2 separate regions of the Mus musculus genome follow, and region 1 is linked to region 2. The links are chromatin contacts, called in public HiCAR-type maps. All regions are on one chromosome and are shown on one strand. The core of a region is the stretch at or near the end of the contact, and the rest is flanking DNA. Distances in the headings are between cores, read along the strand shown.

What was found. HiCAR-type assays count read pairs that join an accessible place to other places.
Region 1: a HiCAR-type map of kidney shows a contact between it and region 2, with 2.9 times the contacts expected there. The contact joins two enhancer-like sites. A contact is called at or near these places in 1 of 15 datasets of contacts at CTCF or cohesin (large pre-B cells) and 1 of 115 datasets of contacts at active chromatin or transcription factors (kidney).

Annotation. Positions count from the first base shown.
Region 1 is chr1:86,554,106-86,556,805 of GRCm38.p6, reverse strand. The region is part of intron 1 of Pde6d (phosphodiesterase 6D, cGMP-specific, rod, delta); the gene reads left to right. Among named protein-coding and RNA genes, the nearest start is that of Pde6d, 27 kb to the left of the region's middle. Within about 2 kb of position 1,340, at least 10 of the 459 cell types and tissues checked have an H3K27ac peak or open chromatin away from gene starts, as enhancers often do. A contact at or near this core is called in kidney, where this site is marked.
Region 2 is chr1:86,174,781-86,177,480 of GRCm38.p6, reverse strand. Armc9 (armadillo repeat containing 9) reads right to left here. Exons shown (of 25, transcript NM_030184.2): 9 at 569-667. Among named protein-coding and RNA genes, the nearest start is that of Armc9, 21 kb to the right of the region's middle. Within about 2 kb of position 1,265, at least 24 of the 459 cell types and tissues checked have an H3K27ac peak or open chromatin away from gene starts, as enhancers often do. A contact at or near this core is called in kidney, where this site is marked.

The DNA of each region.
Region 1 (2,700 bases), core at 91-2,590, 380 kb before region 2:
GCATTTCTGAACTGGGGTTCCTCCATCCAGGTGCCTCTAGCTTGGGTCAAGTTAAAGTAAAAACTAGCCCAGTTGACCCTTGTCAGCTTGACACACAAACATCACTTATTAAGTGAAGTTTCCTTTCTTGTCCCCAAGATCTCACGTTAATGTTACCATTACCACAATATAAGACATTCCAACCTTTTAAAAATTCAAACACTTAAAGAGACTTTGTATTTTTAGAGAGATTTTTGAATATTAAAAAAAAAAAGCTGGACGTTTAAGTGTTTGAAGAGTTCAAAATCTTTCAACTGTGGACTCATGTTAAACCAAAAAATATTTAAATGACCGGGCGTGGTGGCACACACCTTTGATCCCAGCACACGGAAGGCAGAGGCAGGCAGATTTCTGAGTTTGAGGCCAGCCTGGTCTACAAAGTGAGTTCCAGGACAGCCAGGGCCACACAGAAAAACCCTGTCTCAAAAAACAAAAACAAACAAAAAATACTTCTTTATTCCAAGAGAGAACCAGGGCACAGTCTGAACAAAGCAAAACCAGTTTTAGCAGTGTAAATAATTGCAGTGTATGTGATTCACTCACTATCTTTTGGGCTCCTCCAAAGGGCCTGGGTCACTTCTCTGGCTCTACTCTGCAGCACACACAGCTCGTCTTCTAGGCTCTGGCTGGCTCCACTCCACTGCTGCAGCTGTTCTTGGTGGTCGTCCCGTGGTGCTGGCATCTCCAAAATACTGGGGTCTTCTGCTGCACTTTCACCAGTAGTCTCTCCTAGGCTTCATAGCCACGATTCAAGTTCTTTTTGACTGCTTCTAAGGCTGCACTTTCTCCAATGGCCTCTCAGTGCCAAGCTTCAGCAGCTCTTCATGGCCTCTTCAGACCTTCCAAACCAGCATCATTCTTACACATTACTAAGTTCAGCTGACAGTACAAGGTTCAACATCATAGCTTGTGTGTGTTGACCCTGAGGCAACAATTCCCAGATTTCACCTGAGTGATGCTGACCTTAAACACGGCTAGTTTCTCAACACCAGCTGACCAGCATCAGTTGTCCCAGTAAAGCTAAAGTTTCACATCAGTGGTGCTGGTCTCCTGTTGATCACAGCCGATTCTTCATTTCCCATTAGTCAGAACCTAGCAAATGGCCTGTTAAAGAGTCTCTACGAGACTCTCAAACTGCCCTCTGAAACTCCGCAAGCCAGCCCTTGTTTTCATTTCTCTCAACATTCTTTCTTCCAAGCTCCTACAGAACACCCCGCTGAGCTCTTCAATACTCAGTGACTTTTCTAGCCCAATTTTCCAAAGTCTTCCACAACCCTCCCAAAAACAACATGGTCAGGTCTGTCCCAACAATAGCTCATAATCCTGGCACTGATTTCTGGTTTCAGATTACTATTGCTGTGATGAAGCACCATAACCAGAAGCAACTTGGGAAGGAAGGATTTATTTAGCTTACACTTCCACATGACACACAGTTCTTTATTGAAAGAAGGCAGAGCAGGGAGGGCAGGGACCGGAGGCAGGAGCTGACACAGAGGCCATGAAGAAGGAAGTGCTGCTTACTAGCTTGCACTTATGGCTTCAGCCTTTCTTATAGAACCCAGGACCACTGGCCAGGGTTGGGCTGAGCCCTTCCCAATCAATCACTAATTAAGAAAATGGCCTACAGCCCTGTCTCATGGAGGCATCTTAGTTGAGGCTGTTCCTCTCAGATGCCTCTAGCTTGTTGAAATTGACATAAAACTAGTCACACAGAGGAAAGTACACTGATAAGTGAGCTACATCACCAGTCGGGTTTTCTGAAACATAACATATAGAAAACAGACCAACCTTGAATTTGATATGTAACTCAGGCTGGCCCTAAACAAACAGCCCTGCCTCAGCCTCCCAAATGCTGAGCCACCACACCTGGCTCAGAATAATACTTCTTACTAGGGCATAATTGGGACACCAAGATGGCTCAGTGGGTAAAGGCACTTGCTATCAAGCCTGACCAGAATTCAATCCCCAGAAACCACATTGTAGAACAAGAGAACCAACTTCCACAAGTCATCATTGGACTCCACTTGAGTACCCACACACATACACAAATCAAATAAATGTAATTTAAATGTTTGAAATAGGGCATAAGTTTTAGAAGTTATGACCTAGGAGCTGGAGAGACAGCTCAACAGTTAAGGCAGATACTGATCTTGAAGAGAATTTGAGTTCGGTTCTAGCACTCATGTCAAGCACCTGACAGCCTCCTATAGCTTTGCCTCCAGGGAATCCTATGCTGTCTTTTGGCCAACATAATAGGACAGAACTAATACCCATGACATGACATGCACACACACCACAAAAGTGGAAAAAAAAAGCAGTTAAGGTGTACTGGGAATGTTTTGTACATTCAGGCTACTATAATGAAGTACACACACAAAAAAAATTGTTTTTAGACATGGTACTAGAAAAATGGCTCATCAGTTAAGAACATTTGCTACTTTTGCAGAAGAACCAGGTTTGGCAACTCCTAACCACCTATAACTGCAGTTCCAGGGGGAATCTGATGATCCTTTCTTGGGCACCAGTATGAGCCTACAAACACTCAGGTGCGTGTGAGCGCGCGAGCGAGAGCGCACGCACAAATAAATTGATAGGAGGGTTGGGGCAGATAAGGTGGCTCAGTGAGTGAAGGCGCTTGCTGCCAAACCTGATGACCTGAGT
Region 2 (2,700 bases), core at 16-2,515:
TGTGTAAGCATGTGTAAGTACAGTCATGTATGTGGCATGTACATGCAGAGGCTGGAGAACAAAGCTGGTTGTTAACCCTCAGGCACTGTCTACTTTTTGTGGAGAGAAGGCCTCTCTCTCCCTGTCCTGCAGCTCACAGTAAGCTAGCCTGTCTGGGTGGCAAGCCTCTGGGACCTGCCTTTGTGTCTTCCCAGCACTGGGGTGTCACACATTCCAGGCCTTAGGGAGCAAACTCAGGTCCTGGTGCCTGCACACCAAGCGCTGTACTGAGCGCTCGCCCTAGCCCACGAGAGTTCTTTTAAAGACAGCAAGGTTTCGATTTGTTCCTCCTGACTCTCAGGCCTCAGTGCGCAGGAGCAGCTGCCATGGTAGATTGAAAGAGCACCTCTCCTTTCTCACCCAAAGGGCTAACCTCAGCTGCAACCTCCTCAAAAATAGCTTTGTTTTCCTTCTGGGAGCTTCTAGCTCCTGAATGTCACTTTCTCACAGGCTTTCATTCTCTCTAATAACTTCACTTGTAAGTCTTGGGGGACAAACCCAGGATACCCCGTCTCTCATGGCACCTCACCGTCCCAGGCCTCGTGAAGTCCACGCTGTGTGCCAGGCTCTGCCGCATCTGGTTACTGAAGAGGCGGACACAGACACTCTGCAGGTACTCGGGGGTGATCTGCAAGGATGAGGGAATCAGGTGAAAGCCATGCAGTTTGCCCATAGGACCTCCGGTATCTACAGCCAGGTGAAAGCCATCAGACTGCCCACAGGACCTCCGGTATCTACAGCCAGGTGAAAGCCATCAGACTGCCCACAGGACCTCCGGTATCTACGGCTCCTGTAGCAGGACCGCAGCTACCTCAGCATCTCCTGGAGACCGACTGATGGGATGGATGGCCATGCCAAAGAGCGCATCGTCCCCTTTGTCCTAGTTTCTGCTACTGTGACAAAAAATACCTTATAAAACGCAATGTAGGTTGAAAGGGTTACTTTAGCTCACTACAGCCCGTCACTGAGGGGAAGTCAAGGTCAACAGAAACTTGAAGCAGCAAGTCACATCCAGTCAAGGGCAGAGGGAATGCAAATGCTTACTACTTAGCTCAATTTCTGCACTTTACATAGTTCAAAATCCAGATCCAGGGAATGGTGCTGCCCACAGTGGGCTGGGTCTCCTCAATCAACTACCTTAAATCAAAACACTCTTCTTTCAGACATGCCTGTTGGCCAGCCTGATGCAGACTCCCTCACGGAGTCACTCTTCCCAGAGGGTTGTAAAGTAGGGCAAGTTAATAATTAAAAGTAACCACCGAACCCTCAGAGCTCTGGGGTAGAGTTCACACACTGACCTAGGAGAATAAAAGTAACTGACTTGTTTGAGAGATGTGGCCCAGCAGTTAAGAGCTCTGACTGCTCTTCCACAGGACAGAATTAAATTCCCAGCACCCACATGGACAGCTCAGAAATGTCTGTAATCCAGTTACAGGCGAGCCAACCCTCTCGTTAAATACAAGCAGGCAAACAACCGATGCATAGCCCATAAAAAAATTAATAAATCATGCTTAAAAAGTGATTACAGGTTTGATCACCGGCTACCCATCTGTGCCTTTCACTCAGTGCAGTTCAGTTGCCATGGAAGCTAAATGGTTTCTCGAGCTTCTCTGTAGATTCAGGGCATAGAGTAAGTGGGCAGCCTTATGTCGTGGCAAGAGTGACAAACTCTCAAATCTGAAGATCAGGGATCCAGCTTTGGATTCCTGACAACATGAGGAGCTCAGTAGCCCTACCCCTGCATTTCCATTCCTGAGCCGTCCATGAGATGAAAGATGCCCAGCTGCCTAGCCCACACTAAGGAGGGATAAGGCCTCAAACGGGCCCAATACTGAGGAATCGCTGGCGGAGTGGATGACAGACATGATCAATAAGCTGTCAAGTGCATGACATGATGCTGACTTCCTGCCATGAAGGCTCAGACTGGCTTTGAACTCGAAATCCTTCTGCTTCTGCCTCCCAAGGCCTGAAATTAAACCCTACCCACCTACATACAAAGTTCAACCATGGATGGTGTTGCTGAGTGTTACAGAAAACAGGTATTCTGATAATTTTTAGGAGAGTAATTTGACAACATATGTCAAAACAGTGACTTAGCAATCCATGTTCAGGATCTTTTCTGCACTCCGAGCAATACAGATTATGTAAGAGTCCTCACGGCAGCACTGTCACAGCAGGCAAAGGTCTCCATCTCCATCACTGGAGATCTGCGAATGGGTCATCGTCACGGCGGGACCCTGAGCAAGCATTTGCAGCATGAGATAGGTGGGATTCACGGATGCCTTTTCTTTACAAGTGTGCTAAAGGAAGCCAGGTATGGTTGTGGGCAAAGACATCAACACTGTGATACACAGGAACAAAACAGCAAGTTTCAGAGGAAGGATGGGTCATAAGGTCACAACCAAACATAAGAACACTGGGTGCATGAGTCTACACTGCATGTATGCACACAAATATACCTCAATCACACACGAGAACATGTTAGCATCAATATCAAAAAAGGGGATGAAGGGCTGGAGAGATGGCTCAGCACTTAAGAGTGCTGACTGCTCTTCCAGAGGTCCTGAGTTCAAATCCCAGCAACCACATGGTGGCCCACAACCATCTGTAATGAGATCTGATGCCCTCTGCTGGTGAGTCTGAAGACAGCGATAGTGTACT